Regions from separate parts of the Sus scrofa genome. Here region 1 is linked to region 2. Evidence: chromatin contacts called from public HiChIP or PLAC-seq data. All regions are on one chromosome and are shown on one strand. The core of a region is the stretch at or near the end of the contact, and the rest is flanking DNA. Distances in the headings are between cores, read along the strand shown. Region 1 has its middle 73 kb from the start of GNAQ. Region 2 overlaps GNAQ (G protein subunit alpha q).

Region 1 (5,561 bases), core at 481-2,980, 130 kb before region 2:
TTCAGGCAGATAGATGAGCCAGGGCAGAGTCTTTGAGCAGAAACAAGTCAGGGACATGCCAGGAAAAGCCTGAAGACCAACGTGGCTGGAGTAGAATAACGAGGAGGGAGTCCAACAGGAGAGGAGGGCAGAGGTAGACCCAGAGCCAAGCCTACTGGTAAAAGATCTCATTGTCCTTTTTAAGGACTGCAGCATTTATTCTGAATGAAATGGGAAAAGCCCTGGAAGGAGTTGAGGCAGAGAAATGATATGATCTGAGTTACATTTTGCAAAGATCATTCTGGTTTCTCTGTTTGGTATAGTCTCCTGAATGGCATGTATGGGAACGGCGGGGGGCGGTGCTGTAATAATCCAGGTGAGAGATGATGAGGACTCAAACATTGGTGGAGGCTGTAGGGGTGGAGGGGAGTGGTGTGCATGAGAGGAGTAGGTAGGAGACCAAGGTTTCTGGTATGAGCAGTTGGAAGGATGGCATCTCATCAACTGTATAGGGAAAACCTGGTAGGGGATAGGTCTGTAGGAGAAGATGAGAACCTCACTCCTAGGCATGTTAAATTTGAGACATCCAAGTGGACATGCCCAGTAGGGAGCTGCATATATGAATCTACGTTTCAGGAGAGAGTTTGGTCACAAGATAGACATTTGGGAGTCATTGTCACTCAGAAAGTTGGTACAGGAGTTCCCATGGAGGTGCAGCGGAAACGAATCCAACTAGAAACCATGAGGTTGAGGGTTCAATCCCTGGCGCCTTGCTCAGTGGGTTAGGGATCCAGCGTTGTGGTGAGCTGTGGTGTAGGTCGCAGACGCAGCTCGGATCTGGTGTTGCTGGGGCTGTGGCTCTGGCGTAGGCTGGCAGCTACAGCTCCAATTCTACCCCTGGCTTGGGAACCTCCATGTGCCTCAGGTGCGGTCCTAGAAAAGACAGAAAAAAAAAAGAAGGAAAGAAAGTTGCTACAGGAAAAGAAGAAAACCAAGGACTGATCCCTGGGGTGCTCCAAAATTAATAGGTCTTGGAGAATGGGAGGACTGAAATGACAACTAAGGAGGAAGAACCAGTGAAATGGTAGCAAATGTGAAAGCGTACGATATCCTGGAAGCCAAGAGAAGAAATTATATTGAGGGAGACCGCATGATCAACCACAGCACTGGATTTACAGGTGAATTTCCTCCCCCGTAGAAAGCGGATATATCACCTGCCTCCTGGACTTAAATGAAATCATTCATGTGAGTGGCCACTCACAATGCCTGAGGCCAATAAAGGCTCAAAAATACTACCTATTATATTTGTTTCTGACACCTCTGAAAATCTAAAAGCTACTCTAAATCTCTAAAGCTATTCATTGTCCAAGCTAACCCCTAGGGGGCACACAAGACCTTATCTTGTCTCTGTTAATGTTCTTCCCATAAAGGAGGTGTCGTAGATGTAGAACCACACGGACTCCTAATGCCGACCGAACCGCTTGTACTAAAGGCGGAAAAATCCAATGCAGTGGGCATCAGACTTCAGTGTGGATACGAAATCCACAGTGGGCCCAGCCACTAGAGATTCTAATTAAGTATATTGAGAGGGGATCTGGGCCTCTGCAGCTTCTCTGTGCCAGGTGATTTCAATGTATGTATTCCCACACTGCTGCAGTGTGGGAGAAATGAAAGGTAATAATAACTGGCTTGTAGCAAATATGCACTTCCTCTCTTCTTGGGACCTTGGAATGACTTTTGCTTCTCTTTTTTACTTTCTCTTCCCTGCAGCCAATGAGGTGAGCCAACCCTGGGCTTCCTTTAGGCTGGGAGGTCCCCATTACCACCAGAGTGGTTCTCCAGAAAGCACACTGGGGTGGGGGGTGGCTTGGGCCAGCGTTTAGTCTGTGCCATAAGAGGACACAATGCAGTGCCTCCTGTTTCCTCATCCAAATCTGGCACCTGGATTTGGGGTGGGGGTGGGAGTGAGGGGGCCTGCCCAGTGTTTAAATAAAATTTAAATTTATTTCCCACATTTAAAACTAAGATTCTGCATACAAATCCAGGTTTCCTGATTCTCCAGGACAGTAAGATTTGAAACCTCGTCCCCCATTCGCACGTAGCAAAGTTGCTTCCCTAAGAATATGGGTACTAGAGTTTGCTGGTGACCTAGTGGTTAAAGATCTGGCACTTGTCACTGCTGTGACACAGATTCGATCTGTGCCCAGGAACCTCCTCATGCCAATTGGCACACAAAAGGGAGGGGGGGCTTTGTAAATTGCCACAATCTCTTTCATTCCTTGCTATCCCCCTAAAATCATGTCAGTTACCATCTGTCATCATACTTATATTTTCCTCACAGTTAAAGAAAAATTTTTCTCTAGAAAATAAAGATACAACAAGAGCGTCTAGTATTTTGAGCATAAATTTTCTTACACCAGCCTCTTTCTCTCACTTATATTACGTGACTGGCTTCTCTAGGCATTTAAGCTTGCTATCCTGCCTACCTCATAATCCAGTGATGAAAAAATTGTTCTTATGTTAAAAAATGGTCTGGAATACTATTCACCATAAAAAAGGAGTGAGCTACTAACATGCACACTCTTTGAATTTCAAAAATTAGAGTGAGCAAAAGAAATCAGATATAAAAGCATGATAATGTATAATTCCTCCATGTGAAATTCTAGAAAAGGCAAAACTAATCTATAGTAACAAAAAGCAAAGCTGCATTTTCCTGGGAGCAGAGATTGGCTGCAATAGGTATGTTTTGGCATGACGAAAATGATCTGTTATCTCAATTATAAGGGTGCTTACATACGGAAATACACATTTGTTAAAATGCATCAAGTTGTACATATTAAATTGCGTGCATTTTATCACATACAAATTATACTACCAAAGTTGATTTTTTTAATTTACCTACTTGAGTTGCCAGAGGATAGAGATGAAATTAAGTAGGCACTTTCCTAGGGATTTCTTTTTTTTTACTTTTTACATCCTTGTCTACCATAGTAGACGGAAGGACAGGATTTAGGACTTTCAAGATTCATAAGAGGAGTTCTCGTTTTGGCTCAGCGGTAACAAACCCAACTAATATCCATGAGGATACAGGTTCGATCCCTGGCCTCTCTCAGTGGGTTAAGGATCTGGCGTTGCCATGATCTGTGGTGTAGGTCGCAGGCGCGGCTCAAACCCCATGTGGCTGTGGCTGTGGTGTAGGTCAGCAGCTATAGCTCCGATTTGACCCCTAGCCTGGGAACTTCCATATGCCACAGGTGCGGCCCTTTAAAAAAAAAGAAAGAAAGAAAAAATTCATAAGCATCGTGATCAGTATTTAAATCTTCTATACATATGAGTAATATTTGGTGCAGGGCAGCAGCTCTAGAGGAGTTGGTAAAGGAGATGCAGATGTGGGCACAAGTTCCCGCAGGATTTTAAGCTGTGAAGAGCACACTCTGGGCTTCCTTCCACATGGAGGGAACCTGCCCGGCACTGGCAGGGGTGTAGGGGCTCTTGCTCTTTCCCTTTCCTTCCCTCCTTCTCCCTCCCCCTCTTCCTGCTCCTTCTTGTTCTTCACTAGGCTCACTCAGGAACCTCAGTGAGAGTGTGGAATCTGAGAATCCTCCTGGCAAACCTGGCCATTCCCTTCTAGAGACAGAGCAGACTCACCCCAAAATACCCTGGACACTGCTGTGCAGGCCATTGGTGTGACTGTGTCTGGAATTGGTGGTAGACACCCTGTTTTCTCTCCTCTTTCTTGTGTCCCTTAGTCAAAGTCATGTAAAAAGCCTTGTGGGAGATGTAAGACGGTGAATTTTTATGGTTGGATTGGCCTACTTGCAAGAACCCAACAGAGCCCTCAGTAAATTGGGAAGTGAAATACAATTACAAGGGGATGCAAACAGATGCCGCGTGTACCCGACCCATACTCTCTTGCCCTTACCACTTCCTCATGGACTGCCAGATTTCAACGTCAGCACCTATATTTCATTATTTGAGACTTTCCAGAGGGAGTGGACCACTGCTTTTCCAGCAGCATAGCTGAAATTTCAGGTGCCCATCATCTCCATCAGCATGGAGTTGTCAGTTTCTTTTCTTTAAAAAGGTATTCTGTTAAGTCTAGTGTTTTTTCATGGTTTTAATTTGTATTTCCAAAATGACTAATAATGTTGGACATCTTTCATGTGCTTATTAGCTATCCATGTATCTTCTTTAGTGAAGTGTCTGTTCAAATCTTTGTTCATTAAAAAAAAAAAAATCATGGAGTTCCCTGGTAGCCTACTGGTTAAGGACTCAGCACTGTCACTGCTGTGGCTCAGGTTTCTGCTGTGGCTTGGGTTGGATCCCTGGCCCAGGAACTTCCACATGCCACAGACAAAGCCAAAAAAAAAATCATTTTGTTATTGTTTTATTGTGATAAATCTTCATATATTCTGTATACAAGTTTTTTGGGTTTTGTTTGTTTTTTTCTTGTTTGTTTTTGTGGGGGTTTGTTTTGTTTTGTTTTTTGGTTTTTTTTTTTTTTTCTTTTTAGGGTCACACCTGTGGCGTATGGAGGTTCCCAGGTCAGGGGCCGAATCAGAGCTGCAGCTGCTGGCCTACACCACAGCCACAGCAATGTGGGATCCGAGCCATGTCTGCAACCTACACCACGGCTCATGGCAACTCTAGGTCCTTAACCCACTGAGCAAGGCAAGGGATCAAACCTGCATCTTCCTGGATCCTAATCAGGTTCGTTAACCACTGGGCCACAAAGGGAACTCATGTATAGAAGTTTTTTGTCAGATACGTGATTTGCAAATATTTGCTTATGGTCTGTGGCTTGTCTTTTCATAATTTTAGTAGTATCTTTCACAGAGCAAAAGTTTTGCACTTTGATGAAGTCCAATTTATCATATTTTTCTTTCTTTTATGGCTTGTGCTTTAAGTGTCATATCCCAGAGCTAATTCACCTAACCCAAAGTCACAAACTAAAATCAACACCCAAAAGTTTATGATTCACTTTGGGTTCATCTTTGTATAACGTATGAGAAATGAACCAAAATTTGTTTGTTTACATAATAATGCTTCTTTCAGGTAATTTTTAAATATCACATTTTCAGATAACGTCCTTTTCAACCATTATTTCACTTTTCCTTTCTTTGTTCCCAAGATGTAGCCAGTATCAAGATCCAGTTTTTACACATTTGGATATAAATAATCTCTATAAAACTAGGTAATGTATTTATTTTAACATGTCCTTGAAATATATCCATCTTAATACATGTTGATCTTGTTTATTCTTTTTAAATGCCATGTAATAGTACATTATATGACTATATCACCCATTCTCTTTATTAATAGACAGTAAGGTGGAATTGTTTTTTTCACTGGTACAAACAATGCTATAATAACCATCCTTGCATATGCTTCTTGTACCCAGGAATGAGTTTCTTTAGGGTGTATAACAGAAATTCAATTACTAGGCATAGAATGTGCTATTTTACTAAAACAGCTGAAATGATGGGCAGTCCCAAAATAACAGTATATTTAGTCTCACAGCTTTACCAGATCATAAGACCCTGAAGTTATTGTAATCTGATAGGTGTGAAATTGTTTCTTTT
Region 2 (5,956 bases), core at 792-3,291:
GGATAGTCATTTATCTAGGATTCAAACTCAGCTTTTTCTTACCCCCAAACCATCGTTCTTCTACCCTGCCGCATTGCCTCTCCTGTAACTTTTGTCTGTTTCAGACATTATTTTATCCCCTGACAAGTAATTTTCTCTCTGCTAGGTACTATGACCAATTTTTGTTTTGTTAGATCACCAAATACATAACTGAAGACTATGTGTGATTTTTATTTTTGTATGTTGTTTTTTAAAGCAAATAAGCAGGAACAAAAACTAGGTAGCCAAGAAGTTAAATCACAAGCCAGCCTGCTCACCAGGAAGAAAAAAAAAAAAAAAAAAGAAAGCAAGAAAAAATGCCATGCTAAGTGTATCTTCTCTTCACTCTCCCCTTGGACATCTCTCTCCTTGGACATACACCTTGGAGTGTTTGGGCCTCTTGGGTACTCTTTATTGGCTGAATTGTTTGGCTCAATAACTATTCCCTTGTGTGTTTGCCATAATGTACGTTTCTCTTATTAGAAGGGAATGGACATAGGATAGTATTAAGTTTGAATGAAGGTGGTTTTCATTTTTAAAAAAATCAAATTGATACGCATATTGACTAGGATGGTAGATAATCAAATAATTGTTTTGTATGGTTAAAAAAATGTGAAAATAGGAGTTCTCTTGTGATTCATTGATTTAAGAATCCAGTGTTGTCGCTGCAGTGGCTTGGGTCGCAGGTTCGATCCCTGATCTGGGATCTTCTCCATACTGTGGGTATAGCCAAAAAAGGAAAGCAAAAAAATGTGAAAATAAAAGCAAACTTAAGCATGGTATAATTTTGAGCATTTACTGGAGTGTAAGAAAGGAGAACCCTTTTGATCCTGAGGTTAAGCCAGGTTCATTGACACTAGGATTCTGTTTCCTTCTCCACAAGTTGAACTCTACTCTTGCATAATCATAATGTTGTAAATGTAGCTAAATAGCTCATGGGTTAGTCTCCACACAAGGCAAGGAAGATGTAATATAAGTACAGGAGAAAAAGAAAAAGAAAAAAAAACAAAAAACAAAAAAAACAGAACCAACCAACTAACCCAAGATTTAAAAACCTGGCAATGCAAAAAGAGAGGAAGTGCTGACAGAGTTGGTGGCTAGATGGCAGGAGAGAAAGAGAGGTAGATGCTGGGGGGGATGTGTCTGATGCTAATTTCCTTCTCTTCCGTGATGGGATATCAAGAACTACTGTGTAATACTGTTGAAACAAACAAATAATTAATTGAAGAACTGAAAACAGCACAGTCAAGAAAACGAGGGAAGAATTATAGGTGAAGGAGGTGTAAATGAGGTAGGTATAAGGGAGGCAGGCAGAAAGTCAGTAAATTCTGTCTGAGGTTGACAAATGAAGAAGAGATATATGCCTGTTATTTAGTTAAGCTGATAACCACTCAAGGACTGTGAGAACAGTAATAATGGAAGGGAATAGAAATGGGAAATATGGGCCTAGAGACGCTTACCACTTACTACCTACCATCTAGTTCTGTTGGGAAAAATTTAACTGCATATGCATTGCTTTTAAAATAATTTAGGATAAAAGAAGAACTTCAAGAGTCGTGCCTGTGCAGTGTGAGAAATAACTTTCCATGTGTACTGTGACATCACTGCTATTACCAAGCTCCCAGGGACAGCTGTTGTCAGTGATGGAGGGCTGTAGTTTCCTAAGCATTGGGACAGTGGTAGGTTGGGTGGGGTGACAGAATACTCACACCCACAATCCTTTTCAAGTAATCAACTGTTCTTACTTTTGGTTCCTGATCAAAGTGTGTCAGAGAACCCTCTACCCTTCCTCAAAGGTGCCAAGAAGAGGGAAGGCTTTTCCGACTAGAGCCTGCCCGCAAGGCCCAGCACTTGTGCTAACTAAGGCTCCTGCCGGCTCAGGATCCTGCTTCCTATTCTAGATGCTGTAGTCATTCTGGAGAATAGATGTCTGCACGGCCTTTGTTTTCTCTGGTCTGAGGAGTGGCTGAACTTCAGGGCACCGACTTCCTTCCAGGAACTTCCTGCGAGGGGAAAATTGGACTTCTCTGCTGAACACTCCACATACCTGTGGGTTGAACAATGGCTACAGCATTGTTTTTCAAGAAGGGATGTGGTTTGGTTTTGACGTTGAAAAGGGAGAATTGTTGTGTTCATGGCGCCTCCAGGTGGGCAGTCAAGGAATGGCGGGGGTCTTGTTGGGATCGGGGCCCTGGAAGAATGATGACTTGGTTGTCTGTTTTTGCTTTTAGCCTTAGTCTGTGTGGTCCCAGGGACAGCAGTACAGTGGTGGGGTTTGGGTGGGGAATGGCATCTGAGGAAGGAACCTAGCAGGGAGTTAGTGCCAGTAGCTCAAGGATGCACCCAGGCTTAGGAGGTTGTGTAAACAGCTGCCTTTTTTCCAGTGTCCGTTTTGCTTCTTTCTAGCGAGATTTCTAAGTAATTCTCATCTTTTAAGATACAAGAGCATATATTCTGAGGTTCCCCCAGCAGCTGGACAATCCTGCCTAGTAATTGTAGTTGCAGATTTCTCTATCAAGAATTGATTTGCTGTTGATTTAGTCCAGGGCTGCCAAGTCAAATGCCACGGCGATTGAGACAGGTGGTTTTAAACAGGAGGCACCATCTGGGTGGGAACTCTAAAATCTCATGGCTCACTGAAGCTGTTGTTCAGCTTCAAACGTCGCCATGTATGGAGAGCAGGCTTAGGGTTTCCAGACCTTCCAGTTTTTCAAGAAAACAACGACTCTGGATATTTATGTGAAATCTCTTGGAATTTAAATGTCGCCAACTAATTAAAAAAAATTAAAACTACTGTCAACACAGTCAAACAATAAAAACAAGCCTGTTGGGTGAATAAAGTCCGTGGGCCCCCAGGGTTTTCCTCTGGTTAGGCCTCTGACTCCCATCTACCAATTGTCCTTCTGCTTTGATTGTTTAAAACAAGCTACACATCTATTGGACACTCTGCTTTCATTCTGTCTTGTCTCCAAAGCAATATAAAGATGCTCTCATTTTACATAAGATACTGTAAATTAGAAGTAGATGAAAAAGCGAAAATGGAGGATGTAAATGAAACCAGGGTGTACACATACATGAGCATTTCAGTGAAGTGCAAATTGAGCAACATGCTTATTCACCCAGAAGGCTTATCAGAGGTACAGTTTGCAGTGTCCTTTAAAAAGTTGTTTAACAAAGGCCTGGTTCTCACTGAAGCCAAGATCAGAGGACACTTTCAGAAGGGTCTTCAAAGGAATATGCTGAATCATGTGCGAGACAAGACCCTCCTAGCAGTGTGAGTTTGGTAGGACTCTTCTGTCTATTGCCTTCATTTTAAAGCTGATAACATTGTACAGGAGAGTGTAGTTTAGGAAATGAGATCTTGAGGAGGACTGAGCTGTAGGTAAAAATGGTGTGGTGGTCTGACTTAAGCTGGTGGGGAGCCACATGGAGAGAGGGGATGAAATGGTTAGAGAGACAGATAGTTACGAGCCCAGTCTCAGGAACTTGAGTTTGAATCCCAGCACCATCCCTGACTTAGTGTGGAACTTTGGATTAGTTGCTTTGTTTTTCTAAACCTCACTTTCCTCATCTATAAAACGGGGATGATTATATAATAGGATCACTGTCATAGGACAGTTGTGTGTCTTAATTGGTTTAGCACTTGTTTGAATATAGCACTTGTTGCAGTTCCTGGCACCCAGTTAAGTGTTCTGTAAGAGTGGTGAGTTAAGAGAAATTGCTAGTAATGGAAACTTAATTGACAAAATGATTAAATGTGGCTGTCCATCCAAGATTTACGTATAGGACTTAAATGTTTTTTGTTCACCACACACAAAAATTATTCCACTTTATCTCTGGTCACCAAAAATATGTTAAGTACACACATACAAAGTATTTTGCAAGGTTCTGTGGGGTGCCCTGCTCTCAGGGAGTTTGTGTTGTGGTTAACAGGATGAACATGCATACACGGTACAAAACGGGCTGCACCAAGGGCAATCCCAGCAAGGCCGTAGCCACTCAGAGAAGGGTTGTCACAGTGATAACAAAGACAGCAAAGTCAGGTTTCACACAGAGGAGCTGACTTTATTATTTGAGGGCTAGATTTTTATAGTTTGAATAATTCCAGACTCTGTGCAAGAATATTTGCAGCTATGTAAAGAGTACAGTGAACACTTACCTGAGTATTTTTATACGTATCATCATAGGAGGCAATGGAACAACACAAATTAGCCATGCTTTGCAGTTTGTATTAATTAAACCTTATCACAGGTAATTTAGGTTGGGCCATCCTATGTGTATTTTATCATTAGACTGCTCTTAGCTAGTTTTGGGGTGTGCAGAGAAATGGAAATTTGTTAGCAGACACAGCGCCAGGCAACCTGGCACCCAGATTGAAAGCCCAGGCCCTGGAGCAGAACCCCTGAGATCTTTGGGAAATTGGGTGGCTTCTCTTTGCCTCAGTTTCTTCATCTCCAAATTGGGGTGTGATTGTACTGGCCAGATTCATAAGGCGTGCTGGAAAGATTTACATGAGTAAGTATCTTCAAAGTGCTTGATCAGGGTTTGGCAAAGAATAAAGAACGGCGTGTGTTAGTTGTTATCTTGGGGCCCTCTTGGAACAATCAGTGTTAAAATTTTAAAGACGTGTCTGGTCAGGTTTGGGCATGCAGCCTATAGAACAGAGTACACCTTCCTGAGTACAAGAGGATAGAAGTCCATAACTTCAGGGCACTCTGGATCTCATTTAGCTCTGTGGCTGTGGAAACAGGGGTGGTTGGGAGTATCCGTTTTACAGACCCAGAAGCTGAAAGCTTGGCCCTGTCTCAGCTGCAGTTCACTTGTCTGTGATACATAGCAAGTTCTTCAGGCTCTTAACATTTCTTATCTGTATCTATAAAGCAGGCCTGATTTCCTGCTCTTGATGTGTGTTGAATTTCCATCCACTTGGAAAGTGTTGTGGGGAGGTAATGACTGGGAAGTGGGTTATATGAATGAATTATATTCTAAAACGCTACTGAAAATGAGAAGAGATGTAAATGTAACTGGTAAATATTATTAATTTTTTAAAAATTTGATTTAAGGTTTTTATAGGAATCCAAGTATATAATATTTGTTGAGCAAGAACATTAAATTTTACCTTATTATCTTATAATAGTCCCAGTAGAGACTTTTATGAATTGCTCAATTCTGTGTTTCCTGGAAATCTTTAATATTGAGTACGACTACCCAGAAAATGCATTCACCAGGTTCTGACCTCCCCCCAGCCCCCCAACTTGGCTTTTCTAAGAAATTCACTTGCATCTATCTCAATGCGTGTTTGAACCCTTCCTCCTGGAGTTCCTTGTGCTATCAGCTGTTCTGCACATTAGTGGCTTTACACACATCTGGCTTCTGAGGCTGCCTTTTTGGGGGAGTTGCTCTGCCATAAGGGGTTATTTAGAGATAAAGCAGTATACTGACTGTGCATACTGGCTGTGTGTATAAAAATACACACCAGCCTTATTGCTGCACACCCAGGACAAGGGGAGCGATCTTGCAGCACAGCCAGGCTCTCAGCCCACTTGTGTCTGAAAATGCGTGGATGATGTCATGACTTCTCTTTGGGAGCAGTTCATTTCGTGTTTTTCTTAAAAGAAAAAATATTGAACATTCTCACACATCTGTTCTTCAAATGAAATGTAGAATCCTCTCATCAGCTTCTTAAAGTCTCATTGGTATTTTAAGTGGGAGTGCGTTAAATATATAGATTTATTTGAGGAAAATTTATGCTTTTACAATCCAGGAACATGGTATGCCTCCCCCCTGGTTTAAAAAAAAAAAAAGAAAACTACTTTTTTTTAATCTCAGTAAGTGGAAGCTTGTACTTTTATTTATATAGGTCCTACACGTTTCCTGTTAAATTTATTTCTAGATATTTTATATTTTGCTTCTGATTTCAGTAGTGAATAGACCGTTC

The links. HiChIP or PLAC-seq counts read pairs in DNA pulled down with a chosen protein or histone mark.
Region 1: an H3K27ac HiChIP or PLAC-seq map of alveolar macrophages shows a contact between it and region 2. The contact joins two enhancer-like sites. A contact is called at or near these places in 11 of 47 Hi-C or Micro-C datasets (alveolar macrophages, embryonic fibroblasts, epiblast stem cells and 5 more) and 1 of 2 datasets of contacts at active chromatin or transcription factors (alveolar macrophages).

What each region holds. Positions count from the first base shown.
Region 1 is chr1:230,976,995-230,982,555 of Sscrofa11.1, reverse strand. No RefSeq gene overlaps it. Among named protein-coding and RNA genes, the nearest start is that of GNAQ, 73 kb to the right of the region's middle. Within about 2 kb of position 1,730, at least 10 of the 83 cell types and tissues checked have an H3K27ac peak or open chromatin away from gene starts, as enhancers often do. A contact at or near this core is called in alveolar macrophages, where this site is marked.
Region 2 is chr1:230,849,511-230,855,466 of Sscrofa11.1, reverse strand. The region is part of intron 1 of GNAQ (G protein subunit alpha q); the gene reads left to right. Among named protein-coding and RNA genes, the nearest start is that of GNAQ, 54 kb to the left of the region's middle. Within about 2 kb of position 2,041, at least 16 of the 83 cell types and tissues checked have an H3K27ac peak or open chromatin away from gene starts, as enhancers often do. A contact at or near this core is called in alveolar macrophages, where this site is marked.